Linked DNA regions of Triticum aestivum: region 1 is linked to region 2. The links are chromatin contacts, called in public Hi-C maps. All regions are on one chromosome and are shown on one strand. The core of a region is the stretch at or near the end of the contact, and the rest is flanking DNA. Distances in the headings are between cores, read along the strand shown.

Region 1 (5,769 bases), core at 1,054-3,553, 510 kb after region 2:
ATTGAAAAATGAATAGAATAACTTTGGCCTGTATAGTTGCATACGAATGTGAACTGTTATATGAACATATTCAGGTAAATCAATCTAATAGAAGAGCACTAAATGTACTTCTGAACTGATACACCGCCATGAATATATCTGGTGACATGTTCAGTACTAATGCACTTTCAAGTTCGTGATTTTGTTATCTTAAAGCAGCACAAAATAAGTCCAAAAATGTTATAATTGATTCACTTACAGTTGCTCATAGAACAGGTCCATAAGCATCGTCTTCCCTGTACCGACCCCTCCATATAGATACAATCCCTTTACTGGTGATTGGGTAGAAGGCTGAGCAATGAGGCGAGACCATAGCCACCTTCTCCTGTCAAACATAAACCACTAGGGTTAGGATCACTCTGATCAGTCCCTTGCTTACTATGTGAATTCACTGCTTTCAGATCACGCTTACCTTCCAGATTTCTCAGATGACTGATATCTATCGAGCTGGCAGGCTTCTTCATTCTCTACAAGATCCTCATAAAGCCTTTGTAATTGCTGAATCGTGTCAACCTGCGTCAATAGGTAAAAGTTCAGAAGAATCGTCAGTAAAACACTCAAGGTAATCATGCAAGAAAAACATTGATCAGGTCCAATTCAACAACCTGAAAGCTATCACCATCTACAAGATCTCCTGATGCAATTCTCTTCTCATATTCCACCATGGGACCACCTCGTGGAACATCTGAGGAAGTAATCAAGTTGATTCAAATGCCTCCAGCAGAAAATAAGAAAGCTTTCGTGCATAAAAAATGTAACAGAAATAAAACCTTTAATCGAATCAGCCGCGGCAGTGGAGAACATGTTCCTCAGTGACTCCACAGCTGGACTCACAAATCTGCCATGTTCATCATCATGGCGCACGGTGCACAGTGAACGGGATGCGGAACCACGCAAGATGAGCACGTTCTGCTGCCTGGTCAGTCTGTTTATTGGTGCGCGCCCCTCTGCATGGTGCCGCGCCAAACGGCGAAGCTGGCGTAGCGAGCGAGCTACCGCTGCTCTCATCTTCCTCGATGTACTTTCTAGGCCAACTCAATCAACGGGCGAAGTTATGGAAGCTGTAACAATCATAGCAGAACAAGAAGCCATTAGAAAACAAATAGGGAGCTTCTCCTAATCAGTGCTGGGCCATGTGGTGGAAGATGCAAACTCCATGTGGGACTGGAATATACAGGGAAAATCTCAAAGTAAACTGATAGGTTGGGAGCATGAAAGGCTACCGCGAAAATGAGACGGAAAGGGTGGCCAGTAATCAAGTGGAATAATGCAACTGCTGCAGGCCGCTTTCCAAGCCCATCCAAGGGATAAAAAAGAAGCCGTGAGCTCTCAGAGTGTCGTGTCAATGGCCTATTGATTCCAAGGAATAAAAAAGAGGCTTTAGGCGTTGCTAATCAGCTGCGTTTGGGTCCAAGGGAAACTCGCATCAATCAACTACACAGTAGGAAATTAATACTACAGCAAGATGAATTATTGGTAATTTTTTTGCGAGGGATAATAATCATGAGTCATCAGGGAATTAAAAGCGAGATATATCATAAAAAAATCCTGGAGCAGGGAGCTGAAGGGTAGAAGAAGCTCCATGAGGGTGGGAGCAGTTAGAAATCCAGAAAATCTGGAGCCCCAACATTTGGGGAGGGGAGCCACCGCGGGCGGAACAGCAGAAGAAAAGGGATTTGTGGCACCTACCCAATGTTTTCGGCGGCGTTCCTGACGGGAGCGGGAACCCCGTCGCCCGCGGCGTGGACGGCTGGTCGGTAGCTGCCTCTCCCCGACCTCCGGCGGCGGCGAACGGCCTTGGCAATCCAATCCAATCGTAGGAGAAGAGAAGAGAAGCGTGAGGACAATAACCAACAGAGACGCGCTAAAAGAGGGAGGCGCAACCAATGGAGGAACCGAGGCCGGACGGCAGAGGAGGAGGAGAAGGCAGTACCGAATCGAAGCCTGGCGGAATCAGGCGGCAGGAACCCGCCGGCGGAGTGGACAGCGACGTCGCCTGGCCGCCGCGTCGGGTCGCCGCGCGGAGAAGAGGATTATTCCTGGCTGGCTGGCTGGCTCTCCTGGGGATGAGGGGGCAAGAGGATGGGAAGTGGGGCGGCTGCGAGGCTCCAAGTCTCCGGCGACGAGGAGAAAAGAAACAGGCAAAGGGGATCGGGAACGGGATGAGAAACGTGAGCTGGAATTGAGTTGGTGCTCCGCCGCGTGTTGTGTTTTGTTGCTTGGGACAATGAATGAATGAATTGAATAGAATTAGTCGTCCCAACCGTGTTGGACTCGTCCTCGTCACCTCCTCGTGGCAGGACGTGTGCCGGCGGCACACTACTCGGCTTCTTCTTTCGCTTGCGTCACGGACGAGATTAACCCGATCTTGGATTTTTTTTCTCTCTATACTAGCAACTCCAACGGGGCGACCCATTTCATTCGCTGGCATCCGTTTGGGTCGGCGCGGACACAAAAGTCGGTCCAACGCGCCGACCCGAACGGACGCACGTCTGCTTTTCGTCCGCGAGCGACTCAATCCCGGCCTATTTTTGAGCCACGAGACAGACGCGCTCGCCTTCTCCTCCCCCAGGCCCGCTGGTCGGTGGCACATTGACCTCCCCCTCATCCAACAGCAACCCTCGCCCGCCTCCTTCGTCACCGACGCCGCGGCCCATTTTTTCCTGCGACTCTGACAGCTGTCGGCGCCTCAACATCCGCTCAGCAACGCTGCCAACTCCCACGTCGCCTGCCACCGCCGTCTTGCCGCCGGGGAGCCGATTGCTTCCAACCCCCGCTCCCCCCCCCCGACACAGCTGTGACCGCGACCAAGAAGCCGCCTCGCCGCCCCAGCCAGATCCTATTGTGAAGACAATCCCCAACCCTGTCGGAGAGAAGAGGAAAAGATTTGCCCAAGAGCAAGAGAGTGCTAGGAAGGATGTCGAGCGTGCCTTTGGTGTTTTGCAACCTCGATGGGGCATCGTCCGGTATCCTGCTAATACCTAAAGCACGCAGAAACTGTGGGAGATGATGACTGCTTGTGTGATCACGCACAACATGATCGTAGAAGACGAGCGCCCGGAACGTCTGTACGATCAAGGATTTCAGTTTCAGGGTGACAATGTTGTGCCTGAGCATGCAGGAGCGGCAACGTTTGAACAGTTCGCCCAATTTCGTCATGACATGCGTGATTGGAAAACTCACGTGCAACTGCAAAATGATTTGATTGAGCATATGTGGGCTCATGTTGGCAACCAATAGATATGTCTTCTTTATCCAACTTGCAAAACTATGTGAGACATTTTTATTTTTATTGGGCTTGTAAAACTATGCTATTTTATTCGGTTCAAACTATGTTATTTGGCTATATGTTTAAATGCAAAATTAATGCGAAAATGAGCTATTCGTTGAAATAGGGCGGCCAGCCGGCCACGCCGGCACATATGGGTCGACACGTTAGGCGCGCTGCCGACCCATATCTAAAACAAAGCGGACGCCGAGCAGGCGGCTGACCCAAACGGACAAAAAGCGGAAGAAATCGCCGTCCATTTTGATTGGCCCGTTGGAGTTGCTCTCAGACCAGTCTGTGAGCATTGATGCCCAAGACGCTAAACGGCCGGATTTTCATATAAACCGAAAAAAAATCATGTAAACACGGTGGATCTCGTCGTTACATTTCGGAAATATACTTCAACTAAAAGCGGAGTTCGTACGACTCTGAAGGTATAATTTCAGACATACTTCTGCTCTAAAACTAATCTAAATGACCGTCGGTGTCCGTCCCCATGTCTGGCCATGAGCCCCGAGAACTGAAGCTCCGGCACTTGTCTTTGCCTTTTCGAGTTCCGTGTCGGTGCTCTCCAGCTTTGCCTTCGCAATCTCCGCCCCCGCAGAGTGAGCGACTAACCGGCCGCCGATTATTAGCCCGCCAAGCTTGGCTTCGGGCGGAGGGGAAGAGTGGTGGCCTTCCTGGGATACGGGCGACGGTGTCCTACCATGCACTACTCTTCCTCATTGTCAGCGGCGTCCGCGGACGTGTCGGCTTCGTGGTCGTGGCGGGGGGCGCGGCCTCGGCGGAGCCAACAATGTCCTCTTCATCCGTCGCCTCGTTGAACTCCTTGTAGGCGCCTCCAGTTCCGCCTTATGCTGGCAGTACCGCCAGCGGACGAGGCGAATCTGGAGCAGTAGGACTCGAGCAACGCCGCCTGCTTTGCCATGTCCGCGTCCGGTGCGATCTCCCTACCGGCGTTAAGCTGCTCCTCCGCCTGTTGGTGCTCCTGGAGAAGCTGGAGGTTGTAGGCCGCATCGGCCTGCGCCTCACTGATGGTCATGGTGCAATGCACCGGCGAGTGTGGCGCCCACGAGGAGGGTGCCGATGGCTCGTCCTCGGCCATGTCCTCCATTGTGACGTCGTCGGCCTCCGGTTGCCTGTCGGCATCTCCTTCTGCTCCGGCGACAGTTCGTCTCACAGAGTTTTGGAGCACGAGGAGGCCATGGCAGGAGTGGTGCGGAAAGGAGAAAGGGACCGGAGGAGGATGAATGCGGCTACGGTCGGGGCTGTAGTTTATATAACGGGCGAATCACAATGGTGGGCTGCAAACGGATGGTCGGGTGGCGCCGGAGTAGGTTCCTCGGCAACCGCGTGGCATTAATGTCGTTGGCAACGGACGACCGTGATGTTATTTGAACGCAGAGCAGTCGCATGCACCGGGAAATGGCGCGGGCGGCGCTCTCTCGGCCGGCGCGCCGCTTCATTGCCGGCGCCAGTGAGAGGACTTGTCCGCTCTGTCCGGGCATGAATGTGGCACTGGCGCTGACACTTTCGGGCGGGAAGCGCACGCGGGCGAGGGAGGGGGTTTGAGTGTGTCAGGGCGGTTAGGAGCGGGCGTGGCAGCGGTCCGGACTCCTGTAAAGCCCCCTAGTTTTTCTCTGGTTTGCGGGAGAATGTGCGTTCGGATCGCTTGGCGAATTGATACAGACTCGTGTTGAATAGCACAAACGTCCGAATCATGCGGTCGGGTAGAGATGCCCTTGGACACCTACAACAGCAAAGGGGTAGGTTGTATCTTTACGGAAATTCACTTTGGCACATGGGAGCATATAGTCCTATCATCCAAAAACATTTTAAAATGTCAAAAAATTCCGAACAAAAAATTGATGTGTACATCTCGATATTCTATGTGCGCATGCCAAATTTCGTGGAAAACAGGCATTTTCTGTGGTTTATGGAAAAAAGACAAAGAAATGTCTCGTGAAAAGCCTTTTTAATACTGAATTTTGTCTTCTTCACATGTGACAAAAATTATCGATTTTTCGCGAAACGACTTTGTGAATACATAAAATGTCTCCCACAAAAAAAAGTACATAGAATGTCGATGTACGCACAAAACATTTTTTTCAAAATTTTATGACATTTCAAAATACGTTTAAAGCACATTTTGAAAACTAGGAGCATATGTATGCTCCTGGGTGCCAAAACACCCCTCCGCATTGATTATACCCACACAAATCTGAACTGAACGGGAAAACGACTCGTATGTATGTGTGGCACTCTATTGCCGTCGCGTCCGCATCGAAAAATTAAAATTTTAACGGGCAGTCCGCATCAACAGTGGAGTGATTAGGTTATGTAGCCCATTTTTCGTTCTATCCCAGCCAGGTCCAATCCTTTTCTGCTTGGCGGATCGACACAGGTCCGTGTTGGTCGCTTGGATATGCCCTTACACACCTGCAGCAGCAAAGGGTAGGTTT
Region 2 (5,694 bases), core at 627-3,126:
CTTAGCCGTGGGAAATCACGGCTTTGTTTCAGATGGTGGATGACACTTCTCATCCTGAAATATTAATCATATGTTAAGGTAGAACAAAGGCAAACGATTAAGAAGAAATAACAAAGAACCACGGAACAAAGCAGGATGGGAACAGGTTAAATAAATACCCATTGTGCCCACCATGTCCCCCCTTTGGCAGTAGACGTAGTTTTGCAAAGGGTAAGTCTAGATCATCGTAGATCTAAAAGAATCAAACAACAGTTTGTGAACAACTAGGAACATCAAAACATGTATTGTGAGCTAGCAGACAATATTTACCAGAACGACTTGATTAAGTGGTATCTTGAAATATGAAACCAGCTGGCCGACCTGCATAAGGCAGTCCTATTCAGTAAACAGGGCCTGCTGAAAATAGTGATCTGAAGCTGCATTATTAGAGTTGCTGTACTTACAGACTCACCACTTGCATTCATAAAAGTCTGCGGCTTGGCAAGCATTACAGGGACATCACCAATAAGGCCTATAAATACAAGGCAATAAGATCAACAATGCCGTTTCAGGAATATAAATACTTATCCATGTCCACTGAGAACAAACATTCAAGCATGCGGAAAAAAACTAAGAACTTGCGTTCTAAGGACATAATTCTTGATTACACAAAGATTGCCATGTAGATACTTCTTACAGTACATTAACCAAAGATATAAGCATAGTGCATAAAGGTCATGAAGGAATCGTTTTTCTCAAAAACAGAGTGCAACTACAAATGATGGGTTAACAGTTCACACCCATCTATTAGACTACTACAACGTCCTGGAGTCGGATAATACTCAATAGAAACAGCAAGAACATTTGATTTTGCTTTTTTACAGGAAAGTGCGTCAGGGGGACAGAATGATGAATACCAAGTCTTAACCAACAAGCCTTATTTGGTTGCTTTTTATGTGAACAACTAGCGAAGTAAAAATAAGCAGCCGGAAAACATAATTCAAAAACGGAGCTAGACATAATGTGAGCAGGCCAACATTTAGCTTGTTGCAGTGGTCAGCTATAAATTATATCTCAGATGTATAACTACGCACAGCTGCACTTTTTGTAGATCAATAAGCTTTATGTGGAAATTACCTTTCCCAACCATCGATTTGAATTGCTTAGTGCTGACAGATATCCCCTCAGCTTCTGCAATAGCATCAATCATCTCAAACCCAACCTGTATGCAACAACAGAATGATTACCAACAGCATATAATAGTGATATACTGTAATCCAGACTATAGTTCAACTAATCACATTAATCACGCCGTTAACTGAAAGCCAAGAGTTTGTAGTATCAAGCAACCAAAAAGATAACACCTTTACCCCGGTGAAGAGCTTAGCATCAAGCCTAATTAGCCTTTCCAACCACGCAACATCAACGTTTGTAGACATAGTTAAAATGGCTTTAGAAAACTGTAGTAATTTCTAGCAGCAACTACTAGTAGGATTTATGAATTGCATCATGATTAACTTCGACAGTCGACAGGGGCTACCAGCTGAAAACGCACAGTTCCTTTCAAGATAAGCAAAGCGGGATCCAGATAGCTGGATCGCCGGAATCTTACGTTGTGGCGAGTCCCCTTGTACATCCTGCCGGGGTTACCGAGCCCGACGAACAGCCACGGCTTCTGGGCCGCGCCGCCGCCGGCGCCGGCAGTGGCCGAGGAAGAGGATGACGAGGCGGCGGTGCCGCTTGGGGGGCCGTTCGCCCCCATGCTTCTACGGCTCGAGCGGGCGAAGGAGATGCGCGGGGAGGTGAGGCGGGAGGCGGGGACGCCGGAGAGTAGCCGCATCGCCGCCGTTGTGGTTTCCCCTATAAAACGGACGGGTCCTGGTTGACCCGGGTCCCAATCGTACACGGGATTCCCCTTTGACAAGCTGACCGCTCCGCCTATTGGGTATTGGGCTGGACTTGTGGACCGCTCCACCACCTATTTGGGCCTTTGGGCTGAAGGTCATATAACTCTTACAGCCCGTTTGACTGAAAGAAAAGAAAAAAACTCAGGGCTTGTTTGGTTTGTGACTGATTTTGCCACAGTTTATCACACTATGTTTGTCACACTTGCTTTAACTTCGGTGCTCAAATAGCTAGACACACTTTGGCTTGCCCGGGGGAGTCTTGCTACACTTTTTGTGTGTATGACATGCGGGGTTTGTTTTTCACAAATTATTTTTTGCTTTAGGTGTGGCTAAAACCAGACAAACACCTAACTTGACAAAACTTGTCTAACTTAACAAGTAGCAAAGTGTGGCTAGAAACCAAACAACCCCTCAATGTTACGTTGATCTTCAAATCTATACACTTAGCCCAAGTGGTTTAGCAAACTGCACGTCTTACAACTGTATTTATTCATGTCACTAACATGTTCTTGCTATGTCAAGTGTTATGTTGCTCTTCTCTTTTCTTTCAAATACGCGAAGACATTGCTGGGAAGCATTGGGTTCAAGCTTGACAGAGTACTGTTACTACTCTTTGCACAATTTTGACACCGCTCAAACAACACACCAACATGGTTTGGATATACACATGTATTTCTCCTTATTTCTAGCAGTAACCGATGATTTCCAAAGTAATAGTCAAGAACAGAGCACCCAGAAGGTCTTATACTTTGCTTTGTAATGTAAGGTTAGAAGCTTAAAATTGGATAACTACTATAGTAAGTTTGCTTACATGCTTCCCATGATGTTTGCAGGGCAACAAAGAAGCCACAAGTTCAAACCAATATCTACATGCAAGTTCAAGCCTCTTCGTTCGATACAAAATTTTATTTTTATGGTCCTACATTTGTAATGGCAACTTAGTCTTTTATCTTCCGTACCATGATTAATACAAGCTATGAACCTTCAAAGATCTTGGTTTTCGGCGAGCCCAAATTTCAACCTTTAATTGTCCGCCAAAGATCTTGTCGCCACTACTATCTGCATTTTAGATGATTACATTTTACATATTTGAATGTGTGAATGTGTGAAGATGATGTGTCTAGATAGATCTTCTTGATCTTGATCATTTAAAAAATGCACAATTATTTTTGGGTTGATTACCATTTTTAGATTGTAAATGTGTTAATGTGCATACTGAGATGTGCATGTTCATTATGATTACAATTCAACATAGCAGCCAAACACCACATAGCATTAATCCTCTATTGCTAATAAATAGCTACCTTCCACTACCAATTTTTCCTAAGATATGATGATGCCATGTCATTTGCTGATGTCATCTTTTTTCCCACCGAAAGATTTTTTTTCCTACCGAGCCGCTTCGTTAATTTCCATTGCATCGCTAGCTGTCCTCTTTCTTCCCTCTCCACGCGAGCCTTTTTCCCATCTGTCGGTTCTATATCCGATATATCTCGTAGTAGCGGTCCTAAGTTAGGCGTCTTGGAGCGATGGTAACATGGACACATGATTTTACCTAGGTTCGGGCTCTCTCGAAGAGATAATACCCTACGTCCTGCTTTTGATTGTATTCATATGGGGGATGGTGCAGAGTACATGTATCTACCACGAGATTGTTCTAATGAATAGTAGATACTCTATTAACTAGCATGGCCTCGGTTTATATAACACAGGGGAGGCCTAGGGTTTTAGGAGAATCCTCGGCTTGTGCGCCAAGTCTTGTGGAAACCTCCTTGTATACGGCATGGGCTGCCCGAAGTGGCCCATGAGTGAACCACCATGGGGGTCCTCGGCCCGATCCACCTGGTCGGGAGACGATGTGGCGAGTACCCCCTAGTCCAGGACATTTTCACCATCCATACGATTATTGCAGCCCTAACGTCTCAATTAATCCCCATCTATTGATTTCCACCTCTCTATTCATCTTCTCCACCATCCTCTTCATCTTCCTTCCTATTTGTTCTGTAAAAGATACCAATGGGTTTCTGCTTCCCTCTTCAACCTTCTCCATCATTGAAAGAAGTTGCTTTCTAAGATATCAGGTTTTGCGTATGAAAACCAATTGCTCTCTGTTGCTTTGCTTTCAGCAAACGGAGAAGCGTGGAGGGAGATATGGGTGGTGGTGGTCTGCGACCCCAACCCGGCGACAAGTCCGGCCTTATTGCCATCCTCTCCTGGAAGCCCCTGCCACTCCCAAGGATCTCATCTTCTAACACATCCCCTCACCATCACCGAAACCACCTCCAGGTCCTAATTTCCTTGCCCACACCGGCTGTGGTATGATACGTCTCCAACGTATCTATAATTTTCTGTTGTTCCATGCTATTATATATTCTGTTTTGGATGTTCAATGGGCTTATTTATACACTTTTATATTATTGTTGGGACTAACCTATTAACCAGAGGCCCAACCCAAATTGCTGTTTTTTTTGCCTATTTCAATGTTTCGCAGAAAAGGAATATCAAACGGAGTCCAAACGGAATGAAACCTTTGGGAGCATGATTTTTGGAACAAATGTGATCCAGAGGACTTGGAGTGGACGCCAAGAAATCACCAAGGAGGCCACGAGGCAGGGGGTGCGCGCCTACCCCCTGGGCGCGCCCTCCACCCTCGTGGGCCCCTCGTGGCTCCACCGACCTACTTCTTCCTCCTATATATACCTACGTACCCCAAAACCATCGAGGGGCACCACGAAAACCTAATTCCACCGCCGCAACCTTCTGTACCCGTGAGATCCCATCTTGGGGCCTTTTCCGGCGTCCTGCCGGAGGGGGCATTGATCACGGAGGGCTTCTACATCAACACCATAGCCTCTATGATGATGTGTGAGTAGTTTACCTCAGACCTTCGGGTCCATAGTTATTAGCTAGATGGCTTCTTCTCTCTCTTTGGATCTCAATACAAAGTTCTCCTCGATTCTCTTGGAGATCTATTCGATGTAATCTTCTTTTGCGGTGTGTTTGTCGAGATCCGATGAATTGTGGGTTTATGATCAAGATTATCTATGAACAATATTTGAATCTTCTCTAAATTCTTTTATGTATGATTGGTTATCTTTGCAAGTCTCTTCGAATTATCAGTTTGGTTTGGCCTACTAGATTGATCTTTCTTGCAATGGGAGAAGTGCTTAACTTTGGGTTCAATCTTGCGGTGCTTGATCCCAGTGACAGTAGGGGAAACGACACATATTGTATTGTTGCCATCGAGGTTAAAAAGATGGGGTTTATATCATATTGCATGAGTTTATCCCTCTACATCATGTCATCTTGCTTAAAGCGTTACTCCGTTCTTATGAACTTAATACTCTAGATGCATGCTGGATAGCGGTCGATGTGTGGAGTAATAGTAGTAGATGCAGGCAGGAGTCGGTCTACTTGTCACGGATGTGATGCCTATATACATGATCATACCTAGATATTCTCATAACTATGCTCAATTCCATCAATTGCTCGATAGTAATTTGTTCACCCACCGTAATACTTATGCTATCTTGAGAGAAGCCACTAGTGAAACCTATGGCCCCCGGGTCTATTTTCCATCATATTAATCTTCCGTCAACAAGCTATTTCTATCATTGTTTATTTTGCAATCTTTACTTTTAATCTTTATCATAAAAATACCAAAAATATTATCTTATCATCTCTATCGGATCTCACTCTCGTAAGTGACCTAGAAGGGATTGACAACCCCTTTATCACGTTGGTTGCGAGGTTCTTATTTGTTTGTGTAGGTGCGTGGGACTGAGCGTGGCCTCCTATTGGATTGATA

What was found. Hi-C and Micro-C count contacts between places; a contact is called where the count stands out from the background.
Region 1: a contact with region 2 is called in a Hi-C map of leaf, with 3 times the contacts expected there. The contact joins the promoter of LOC123182914 here to the promoter of LOC123175101 in region 2. A contact is called at or near these places in 3 of 5 Hi-C or Micro-C datasets (all in leaf).

The regions. Positions count from the first base shown.
Region 1 is chr1D:457,574,686-457,580,454 of IWGSC CS RefSeq v2.1, forward strand. LOC123182914 (AFG1-like ATPase) reads right to left here and starts at 2,304. Exons shown (of 16, transcript XM_044595587.1): 1 at 1,973-2,304; 2 at 1,729-1,835; 3 at 810-1,100; 4 at 645-724; 5 at 452-552; 6 at 239-364. The coding sequence starts at 1,047.
Region 2 is chr1D:457,064,887-457,070,580 of IWGSC CS RefSeq v2.1, forward strand. It overlaps LOC123175101 (peptidyl-tRNA hydrolase, mitochondrial), which reads right to left and starts at 1,877. Exons shown (of 8, transcript XM_044590142.1): 1 at 1,592-1,877; 2 at 1,117-1,201; 3 at 444-511; 4 at 310-360; 5 at 159-232; 6 at 1-54. The coding sequence starts at 1,819.